2 separate regions of the Mus musculus genome follow, and region 2 is linked to region 1. The links are chromatin contacts, called in public HiChIP or PLAC-seq maps. All regions are on one chromosome and are shown on one strand. Each heading gives the region's core, a stretch centred on a gene start, on an enhancer-like site or on the middle of the called end of the contact. The rest is flanking DNA. Distances are from core to core; before and after follow the strand shown. Region 1 holds the start of 1810007C17Rik (RIKEN cDNA 1810007C17 gene). Region 2 overlaps Gm40419 (a long non-coding RNA gene).

Region 1 (5,805 bases), core at 3,090-5,589:
TCTGAGTTCGAGGCCAGCCTGGTCTACAAAGTGAGTTCCAGGACAGCCAGGGCTATTCAGAGAAACCCTGTCTTGAAAAACAAACAACAACAACAAAAAATCAACTAGTCAGATAATCATATTTTTCAATTTCCAAGTAAGTCTTCAAAAAAGACAATCTGTGATTGGTGAACAAAGAGGTAGTTTCAATTTAAGTACCTTATCTGTGGCATTATGCTTGACCATGAGATACACATAAACATACCACATGTAAATATTTATTCTTCTCTTGTTATTGTAATTATCAAATTTCCCTGGATACATCACCTGCACTAATGACACCTTTGCTAATTGGATGCATATCCTTTGTATAAATGTTAAAAAAAAAAACCCAGCCTGAATAGAGTCATGTGTTTAGTATTCAGGAATAAAGGAACTTTTTAAAAAGCGGGAGAAGCTTGAGAATGAGATGAAAAAGCACAGATCATTCACTTTATTCAGTGTCTTCACAAAACACTGTGATCGGCAACATTCTTTATTCATAGACAATCAATCATTAACTTATTTTTAACTTTCAGAGGTTGTTTGAACTCAGGGCAGCTCCTCTTCAGTACATTACAGCATGTATCTTCAGTACATTACAGCATGTATCTTCAGTACATTACAGCACGTATCTTCAGTACATTACAGCATGTATCTGACTCACTGGATTGAATGTCTTTGGGAGAAAAGGTGCAGTATGATTCAGAATAAAGGAAATTGAGGGAACAAAGCATCATTTCCACTTAAGGAAAAGGTAAAGGTTACATGGATGAAACTTAGTCCTGGATTTGTTTCCCAGGACACTGTCTTATTAATCAACATAAATTTGGAACCACCATTTAATGGCAGAGAAGTTAACAAAGATTTCACTCATTAATTATTCTAAAGAAACAGCACTTTTTAAAGTGTCTGGTTGACACCTCTAGCATAAATTTTGTTATCTTAGGAATTTGCTTCATTCTTTTTATACAGCTATGAATCATTTAATGCCCATTCTTTTAGTATTTAATATCTGAGAGCAGACACTGACAAGGAAATGACCAAAAATCCAAACCTGTGACTAGTACAAAGTAAACAAGGGAAGATTTTGTGTGTGTTCATCTAGTCTGAATGTGAAAAATATTTGTTCTTTTGTCAACTAAGATTCTCTTTGCAAGTTGAAACATTTAGCTCTTTTTAACTGGCTAACCTCTAGAGTAGTGTCAAGGTGTGTTTGAATAAGTCATATGTATCTCCATCTTCTCTTGGTATAAATTTCTATGGCAAATATAAGGTCTCTATGTTTACCTACTCAAATCAAGCAGCTGCAAAATTTAAACATTATATTTTTATATGCAATTTCTAATGAACGATGTGGCTGATTAATGTTCTCATAAATCTATAGCAATCATTCCTTATAGCATTCTTCTTGTATTTATGCTCATGTTTATTAATATTTCATAGGGATCTATATTTTATCGACTTACCAAGACAACAAAAGAGGGTCATGCTTAGAATTTCCAACATTTTTCCCATTCTTTTAATATTAAGCTCCTTTTACAAAAGTATCGTAGCATTTTAAAATGATATGGAGACAGTACTTTCTGGCTTTTAATTCCTATTGATATTATTTCCCTTTAGAAAATGCAATAAATAAAATCAGTGATAATTTGCAATTATAATTAACACTTACCTGAAGAGGAACACCTTTACTATATAGGTAAAGAATTGATAAAAACCTGTAAAGGCAACATTGATAGACAACATATATATTGAATGACTAAATAATTCAATTTAATGAGCACATACTGAGTTGTCAACGTGTGCTGAGTGGTCAAAGGTTGATTGAAAGTCATACAAGAGACTTATCCCGTGAACAAGAGTCAACAACCTAGCCAATAAAACTTTGATAATCACATAAGTATTTAGAAGTCCTGGAATTAAAAACTTTCAGTGTGAACTATTGATACCAAAGAATACTGACTTTTAATTGTTGTTAAATTAATATTCTTGTTGTGAATTGTTTGTTCACTCATAAAATAACACTATTTTTTATTTAATGTGATACACATAACAACTTAAAAATGTTAACCAAGATATATGTGTCTCTTTGAAAATAAAAATGTGCAAAAGGGTTCATAGAGAGATGGCTCAGTGGTTAAGAGCACTTGGTGTTCTTGCAAGAAACACGATTAGGTTCCAAGTACCCACATGGAGGCTAATCATCTGTAATTCCAGTTCCAGGAGATCCATTACCTTTCTATGACCTTTGTAGGTATCAGGCATGCACATTGTACACATGTATACACATAGGCAAAACACCTACACAATTCAGTAAAAAGAACAAGTCTTTTAAGAATGTATGTTTGTGTACTCAAAGAATTAAATTTAAAGATACAACATCAAATCATATGTTTTGAATTCATTTAAAATGATATCTATGTACAAATTATCCATAGCGCTATGCATGGAAGTCATTATTATAGGCTTTAGGTCATAAGAAACATGTTATATGCAATAATGATGCAACCATCAGTGTTCACAACTGAAGGAAATACTGCCTACCATGTGGCCAAAATGTTTTTCACTGAGTCATGGTCGTAAGGGAAATCTTACAAAAACATTGAAAGAAATACTATAGATAGAAATAACTATGCTGCCATTAGGTATGGACGTGAAATATAATAGCACAACTCAAGGGATGAAACTCATCAGGGAATGATGCAGCTGTATCCACTGAACCATCCGTGGTGTGTTCATTCTAATTATTAACGCTGGAGACACATTCTACTCTGAGAACAAATTTGCTTGCAGATTATGTGGCCCTTCAGTACAAAGCAGTGGCTGCCATTGTAACATGATGCATGGTCTCCTTGTGTAGCTGTGCCTGACACACAGTACCACATGATGTCAGTCGGACATGTTGAAATACATGATCATATTAACAATTATTTTGTTATTGCTATTATGGACACTGTTGATGGAAAACACAAAGCAAAAGATTTTGTTGGTAGAAACAGAAAGAGGTAGCACACGAGGGATAGAGTGTGTTTTTCTTGGCTGGTCTTTCACTGCTGTTTTGATTTCATTTTTAGTTTTTGAGGACAACAAGGTAGCTCTATTCTCTATTTAGAATCAAATATGGGATAAATGTCTGTGGATATAGGAAACTAGAAACACAACTTCTGTAAGCTTCTTCATTCCACTCAATTTGACATCAGTGACACTACTAATAAAGTGTGGGTGAAAGTGTGAGGAGGGATTTTGACACAGGGGGCTGTACATTTAAACCTTTACATTTGCATGTTCTGAATTTATAGCATTTGAAACTATGTTAAATATGCGTTTTTGTGTTGAATATTAGAATTCTGCATTTGTCTTCAAAATAGAAGAAAAGGGGAAGGAATAGACATTCCTCAATGAGCATAAGAGATGGAGGAGGAGGCTAAAAAGTTCTCAGTTCCTAAGCATATTTGTTTTATTATAGATAATTGCACATTACTAAAACTTTTAGTTTTAAAAAATATCAAATAGATTTAATTTGTTGTAAAACAAACATTTTGTGGTATATTTTACACTTTTCTAAAGTTTGCATATGTCACATGGCAAGTCTTGTTAGACATATAGCATCCACCAATTAAATTAATATGTCCAGTGTTACACAACTCGTCAGAACAGAAAGTATATATTCATGTCATTAATATTTTTAATAAGAAAATTACATTTTGATGTCCGTAAAATGTTACCTTTTCTTAAATAAAATATGTAAACTGGATATTTCTCCAACACACTGGTCCATAGAACTTTTACTGAAACTCACTGAAATTTAAACCACTGTGTCTCTATTTGCTCTGTGCAACCAAGGAACTAAGACACTCTTGACTTTGAGGAAGAGTAGTAAATGACTATAAGGGTGAGATATGAAATAAATAATAAGTAAATTAGCAAATGTTTAATAAAACAATTAGCTCTGCCCCAGGGTTCTGCAGTAGCTTATGAATCCTTACCAGTAGTAGTTTACAGCTGTAACTTTCAGATATAATAGGAAGCTGAATCTTCTACAGGCAATGAAACAGATGATCAAATTCACAAGGGATTGCGTCAGGCTTTTTCCAGTACTAAAGAAACATATTAATCCTTGTCACTGTTTTCAGAAACGCTGTGACAGAAATAAACCTGTACTGTAACTTGGCCCTTTTAATGAGCTTCTGCAGTGTGGGCTTTTCACTCAGCACCTGAAAAACACAACAAAACACCTTTTATATTAAAGATGTGAGGTTTGCTGCTGGCTAAATTTGTACACACAAGTCTATAAACCAGTGCTCAGCCAGCTGGGAAGCAAGAAAGCAAATTCAGATTCTGCCATGAACTTCACAGACCAATTATCTACTTGGAATCATGGGAGTTTAACAAACAAATACCAGCCCCCGCTGAGCCTTTTCAGGCCAGCAGCTTATGGGTGATTCAGTAGCATCTGAGGCTTTTAGACTGATCAATTCTTAATCACAAAGCGCAAAAATTATTCTCAGACTCATGTCAGTTTCTTTGGACACCTTTGTTAACAATCTGCTTCAAATCATTTTTTTTTTAAGAAACTGCAGACACTGTTTTTATTGACTCCCCACTTGTAAAATGTTTATAGCTTGTTAATTTATATTTACCCCTTTACTTTTGCCTGCAAATCAACATCACTTAGCACAGTTTGGTTACACTTTGTCCAAAGGAAATTACAGAAGCCTGCTATGGGGCTAAAATGAAGGAAAGCTGCGGGAAAATCAATGCACTGCTGATTAAACAGATCGTAGCAAATTCACGGCTGTATGCTACAGCATGGAGACAGACAGTGTGATGCCTATCTAGCAGTTAATGCGCTCTGCGTCAGGTGAAGACAATTTCAGAACAAGGCAAAATCACCCAGAGAAGCAAGAACTGCCTCACCCAAGAACGCGAGTGTTTGGACGAAACTTACATTCCTTTTAAGCCAGTGCTTCACTGGGGAAATTAAAGTCACTTGGATGTTTGAAGAAATAAAACATTGTGGTGTGGTGTATCTTTAACTGTGATATTTTTACCATGAAAAGAATCATGTCATGGCAAAATACTCCCTCTGATCACAAGTCAGACTGTTTTTCCCTTTTCTCTTTTTATGGAATTTTAAGATTATTGACATTTTCTTTGTAGAATATCAATTAAAAATTTGTCTCTGGCCAAAATGAGATTGTTTATAGAGCATATCTGTATTAGTCATTGTATCTAATGAACATGTTCTAAAGAACTGAAATGCATGACTATTTTCTTATATTAAAATACAAGAATAAACAGAGAATCAGCCAGGTGTAAAAAGAAAATGCAGTTCATACATAATTAATTAAAATATATTGGGAATGCACAATATGAACGCAGGCTGGATACAAAGATAGCATATGTTTTCAAATCATTGTCAAGAGATAACCTTGGGATTACAAAGAGCTGTGTGCTGTTGTGGTTGTAGGTAAGGAACTCTGAGTTGTGGAAATCTGTTTAGGTTTCTGTGAGGCCAGGCTTTAGGTTATGTAGAAAAGTATGTGTGTCCTAAGTCAAGATCAGAGGTAGTGCCCTGTTTTAAACCAGTGTGAACTGCTCTGTGGCAAACTGAGTGTAAATGAAAGAAATTGGAAAAAATAACAAAAAAACCCAATGTTAAATATAATTATGTAATATAAATGTAAAATGTAAAATGAAAAATGTAATGAGAAGATATGATATCTCCACTCTTTTTCATTTTATATGAACATTTATGTAGCAACCTGCCATCTCTTCTTTGCC
Region 2 (5,651 bases), core at 2,986-5,485, 630 kb after region 1:
TTATTCCACATCTCCTTTTCAAAACATCTGAGTAATCAATTAAATAATAACATTTCTAAGACATGTAAAGCATTTCAGAGCATATATATATATATATATATATATATATATATATATATATAGAGAGAGAGAGAGAGAGAGAGAGAGAGAGAGAGAGAGAGAAATATCAAAATGTTTTTCACTGTGCTAAGAAGGAATTCTCTCCTTTTTGAGTCTCTGTCTCTCTCTGTCTATGTGTCTCTTACTCTTTGTATTAGTGCATTGTGAGTGTGTGTATATAAAAGCTCTTATCATGAACTTAAGTATGTAATATTGATTTACAGAAAGCCTCTGCATATTGTTTGTGTGAGCCCTCTCCCCAAGTATAAATACTCACAAATGACTGCATAATGTCAAGTCCAGGTATTACTTTTTTAAACATATAAAAGGAGTTTTTGGGAAAAATGAATAAATATTGAAATATGCCTTAAACTTCAGTCCAGAAAAACATCTGAAACTAAGAAATTTAACTTTGAATTCAGTTACTTAAAATATTATTTTCATGGAAAATATATAAGAGATCCACAATATCTGATCGCGTACTTTTATTTTATGAAATGTGTGAATGAGCTTTAGGGTCTTACTCAGAATGAAAGGATGGGGCTAAGATGTAGGAGGGAATCACATTGCTGTAGGATGGCAAATAGCAGCTTGTGCAGTATCCGACTGGCTCTTCCTGTTCAGCTCTCATCTCCCATTCTTTTTGCTATAAATGTTGTTACTAACTTGTGTTATTGGTATAAAGACTGTTATATCCATGCTCAGTTGTAAGAAAAAAATAGCTAGCTAAAGAGCTTTGTGTGCTAAATTTAAACCATGCTCAATTTGTGACTAGACATCTTTCAATATCTTTTTTTTTTAAGGATCTGTAACCTATTCACAAACAATGAGTGGTATGGTGTATATGAAAGAGTTTTTAAACTAAAACTTGCAAAATTGCAATGTTTCAAATTTATCTTTGTCTATGATTTAAGTTAGTGCTATATTTCTATAGTGGCACATGTGCATTATTTTGTTAATTCCCAATCCTGTCCTCCAGGAACATCAGATTGCTGAAGATCTACTCAAATCCTCAAAATATATCCTCAAAACCCTCCGAAAAATATTTATAATCATGAATGGTCTAGGAAGAACTCTTCCTCTATGTGTCCTGATGTATTAAATCAGCATATTCACCATTATACATTATATTTACATTACTGAAATATCAGTATGCCTCCAGCAACGTTTTTAATTTTTCATATTGTTGAGTATCTATATAGAAATCAACAGTATGTTTGGTGACGTAACTCCTCAAATCTCCAAAAGCTAGACATTGATTAACGTAAGGCATTGTATCTCTCTCTCTCTCTTTCTCTCTCTCTGTGTGTGTGTGTGTGTGTGTGTGTGTTTTAATGCTCATGATTTGGTAATTGGTGCAGTCAGAGAGCAATACTTCTATGGCTGTCACAGCAGTTTACAAACCTAAATTACAAAATAGGTTCAAAGCATGAAGCATACCTATTAAAACTGTAAGACATTGTTGATCCATCTAAGAGAATAGGCAGTTGTTTGTGAGTTATCTGCTCTAGCCATGCACTAAAAAGCAGTCATATGGGATCTCACTTCTACACCCTCCAACAGACAAAATCACAACCAAATCATGGAATGTAGACAGAAAATACAGGTGCCCCATCTGCAGCCTACCTATGATTATTACAGGGCTTAAAATTTTTAAAAATTATATCAGCAAAGCTCTATAGCATTGATAATTCAAAAGCTTGTAATAAAAATGAAGACCTGTGTGCATTTCGTGATCTAAGACTTTTTAGTGAGCATACCATTCTTCACATGCCCACTCTATAACTCAAACATATACAGACTCTAGTGAATTGATACAGTTACTCCTGATATAGGAGCCGAAATCTGCCAATGTACTTATCTTTCTAACTATAGCTAGAAATGTACAGTAGCACTCCCCTTGAAAGTTGTGCTATTAAAGACTTTGTAAGGCTACCATTGCTGTATTTACATAGCATGACATGAAGGGTGTAAGAAAGCAAGCAATCAGGAGCTTCAATCTGTGGCTCCAATATGTCTTAAAAATTTCCCTGTACTCCCATTATCCTGTGATTGTGTTCAGAGCTTGAAATTTTAAAATGAAAAAAAAAAATCCCTGATAGTAGCAATCACCATTTTTCCTGTAATCAAGCCCGTACTTCTCTCCATATTCTTTTGTTGAATTGCTTTTCTCTGTTTATTGTTGTTGCTAAACAAGGTGAGGCAACATTTTGCAACGATGACTTCTTTTACACTAACAAAATCTTAAATGCAGTTGCTGGTTTCTTTCCTGCTAGGTGCTATCAAATCCATCTTTGTATGGGAGGCACAGACCAAGATGAGTAAATTGCTCTTAGTAGGTAGTACTCTTTTCTTGACACTAGGAAGTAAATTGTCTAAGAGTTACACAAGGTTTTAGCTGCATGAGTCCCATTGATGTTAATGGGACTTACAAGGAAAACACCCCCCACTCTCAAGCAAAGCTGAGAAAAAAATAGAGTTAGTTTCTTTACGGTCTCCTCTATATTTTATGTTGCTAAGCCTGAAACGCACGCTCCTCACACACTTCTCAGTCCTCCCCTTTCTTTGACTATATCCTCCAAGATTATAAATCTTCAGCCTTTCTTTAATCATCTCTATAGACATGCTGTCAACACACACTGTTCTCAACATCATTTCCATAGTAGTGTAATTAAATGTCTCATTCTCTAATTCCCTAACGCCAAACCATGACTACTATTCAGTTATTGTACCTAGATTGGAAAACTTACTGTTGTGGTTTTAGTGAATTGTAATAAATGCGTTAGATCTAATAAATTCATTGTTTATAAATTATTATAATGTTAGTTGAATATTTTCTAGTCTTGCACAAATCTTAAATATAAAAATGACTAAATTATATATTTTTATTTTAAAATATCCATTAGTACTATTAGCCTCATTGTTATTTAAGCCTTGACTGCTTTTATCATTTCCTAAAAGTTTCATAGGGCACAAGAAGGAATAAGATCTTGGAAATCCATTGTAAGGCACTTATAACCACTTACGCATTGGTTACCGAAAGTGTTTCATAGAACAAATAATAAATAACGTTATTTGCTTCTGGCAGAGTGGGTTCATGATTCCATAATGTCTGGGGAATGAAGGACGTTCTTGTCCATATGATGGAGGCAGCAATACTACAATTGTCTGATGTCACCCTTAAATAATACATTCAAAACACACACACATACACACACACACACACACACACACACACACACACACACACATACACATACAAACATACACACACATTTTGGGTTTATACTAATTTTTTCTCTAGCGAGTTTTGATTGTGAAGAAAATCAAGCTAAGCTAGCTTTGAGCAAGATTTTTATGAGTGTTTGGTTCTGTATAGAGTTCACAAAAGGCCCAATCTTTGTGCCTACCACTTTATTTCATTACGGTGGCATTAATTACTAAGCAAGATGCCAAGTAATTGGCAAGGGAATGCTCCGTGCTTATTTATCTGGTACCTTTATCCTATGCTCCTGGCTTCTCTCCTTTACTGCACTTTTACAATAGATTACCAGGATAGGAACATAAAGAGCACAGAGTCTTTCCTTTGCACTTTTATAACTCAACTTACCTTGAATTCTTTGCCTAATTTCAAACCATACCAATCAGAAAGGATTTGCACTAAACTAACATGTTAGTCACCACCACATATACAAGGATCTAAAGTCTAAAACAAGAAAAGACTACAGACTTCTAAAAGCAAGTTATTTACCTCGCCAAACATTCCCAATTCATTCTTGTACCTATGGATTCATTACTTCTTGGAAGCTCTGTGGGAGCCTGCCATAAAGACCGAACACATCAAGCAAACATCCTGAAGTCTCAACACTAGGGGCATCTCAAAAAACATACCAGGATGTATTTTTCTCAATTTCTTTTTATTTGCCCCCAGCTATTATCAATTGCTACGGTTTTATCTCTATGTTGATCATGACAAAAGATATGTTTTTCATAAAATAACACATTTGGACATAATAACGAGAACCTTGGTTTCTATCTTCACGTTGCGGAATAGCACGACTCGTGCTGTATAGTCGCAGTTGGCTGTCCAAGGACCCTGATGCCAAATTGCTGAGGATATTCTTGTCGCTATGACAAATTGCTTGCTGGTGGGCTGTGCAGAGTGTTGTTCTGGCAGCATCGGAGTTGTCTACGTGTCTGTCACTTGGTTAGGCTGCTTCAATCTTAGGTGATTCCACCCCACTCCCCACCCCCTTTCCGGTTTCCTCAATACATTTTTTTTCAAACTTACCTTTGCTTCTCAGTGAATGGGGACTTTAACAGTCACTCGTAATGAGCCTATAGAAATGCCTTCCAAGCTCTCGGCACAGGTATCTGTAGGGTGAGAGAAGGATTTTTTTCACAGTACCATGCTTGTTTTCCATACAAACCTACAGGCTGCCATTACAGCCACCCACATTCCGGTTGGCAACACACTCATGCTCTGAGAGCTTTAATGAATCCAGACAAAATTGAACAGCACTTCTGACACGCCGGAAAACGGTGCATTTTAATGATATGTTGCAGGGTGATTTATTTCTTTAATCTGTAAAATATTAATGGGCAATATTTTTATTAACAGTTCGTTAAAAAAAGATTACCCTGCATTTTATCTGATTTTTTTGAAAACTAAAGATATTGCTTTGCAAACTTCTTATATGAAGTGTTCCTTACTAAGAGGACTTTAAAAAAATTACATAAAAAATGTAAATAAGTAGGCAATAGTCAGTAAACAAATTGGCCTGGAAACCACCTAAAGGCAATCCCAGTCATGTCTGTTGACTACCTAGGAAAGCATATAATTTAATGCTTCCAGATAATTTGAGGACAAAAATCTAACCAACTGACAGTTTTAGATAAATAATAAACAGTACTCCTATTTCATTACCGAGTTTTTAATTAAGTACAAATGTAAAGAGCTCTTAAGAACCATAAGGGATTGAGTATTTTTAAATTGTTTTCAAAAACTAAAAAGGACATGGCAAAAACGTTTTTGGTTTTTTTTTGGTTTTTTTTTTTTTAAAGCAGATATTTTTCTTAGTCCACAGAATGATAGTGAGGCTTCTCTCTGAGACATATTCTATAGTGTTGGTTTGTTATTTAAGAGTCTAGCATGTGTAAAAAAAAAACAGCTAATGGAGCTTTTCACAAAAGATAATATACATTGGAATAAAAGGAAATGAACAGGCTTTTAATCTTATGTGGAAAAATGTTTGTTTTTACTGCTTTTGAATATAAATGTACTCATTGCTCTTCTTGTTCAAACTGTAGCCCTGAATTAAGTGGACTTTAAAGCTCTTCTAAATACATTAAAGATATGAGATTTGTTTTCAAAGAACTATATTTATATTTCCGAATGTGGGGAGGCGGGAGGTGCTGGGATGTGGAGAGAATAAAAGCTATTTTAACAGCTCAACTCTCAGGGATAGAGGTGAAAATTTCAGGACAAGGTGAAGCTTGAATTATTTTTTTTTCATGCCTATTGATAGAATTTGTCAACTCTCTGGACTGCA

The links. HiChIP or PLAC-seq counts read pairs in DNA pulled down with a chosen protein or histone mark.
Region 2: an H3K4me3 HiChIP or PLAC-seq map of embryonic forebrain shows a contact between it and region 1, with 6 times the contacts expected there. The contact joins the enhancer-like site here to the promoter of 1810007C17Rik in region 1. A contact is called at or near these places in 1 of 39 promoter capture datasets (hippocampal neurons), 4 of 484 Hi-C or Micro-C datasets (cortical neurons, forebrain and neural progenitor cells) and 4 of 115 datasets of contacts at active chromatin or transcription factors (astrocytes, embryonic basal ganglia, embryonic forebrain and 1 more).

What each region holds. Positions count from the first base shown.
Region 1 is chr12:49,476,523-49,482,327 of GRCm38.p6, forward strand. It overlaps 1810007C17Rik (RIKEN cDNA 1810007C17 gene), which reads right to left and starts at 4,340. Exons shown (of 3, transcript NR_045472.1): 1 at 4,008-4,340; 2 at 1,488-1,635; 3 at 471-697.
Region 2 is chr12:50,107,891-50,113,541 of GRCm38.p6, forward strand. It overlaps Gm40419 (a long non-coding RNA gene), which reads right to left. Exons shown (of 3, transcript XR_872736.2): 2 at 4,391-4,473. Among named protein-coding and RNA genes, the nearest start is that of Gm40418, 9.6 kb to the right of the region's middle. Within about 2 kb of position 4,236, at least 27 of the 459 cell types and tissues checked have an H3K27ac peak or open chromatin away from gene starts, as enhancers often do. A contact at or near this core is called in cortical neurons, embryonic forebrain, forebrain and 1 more, where this site is marked.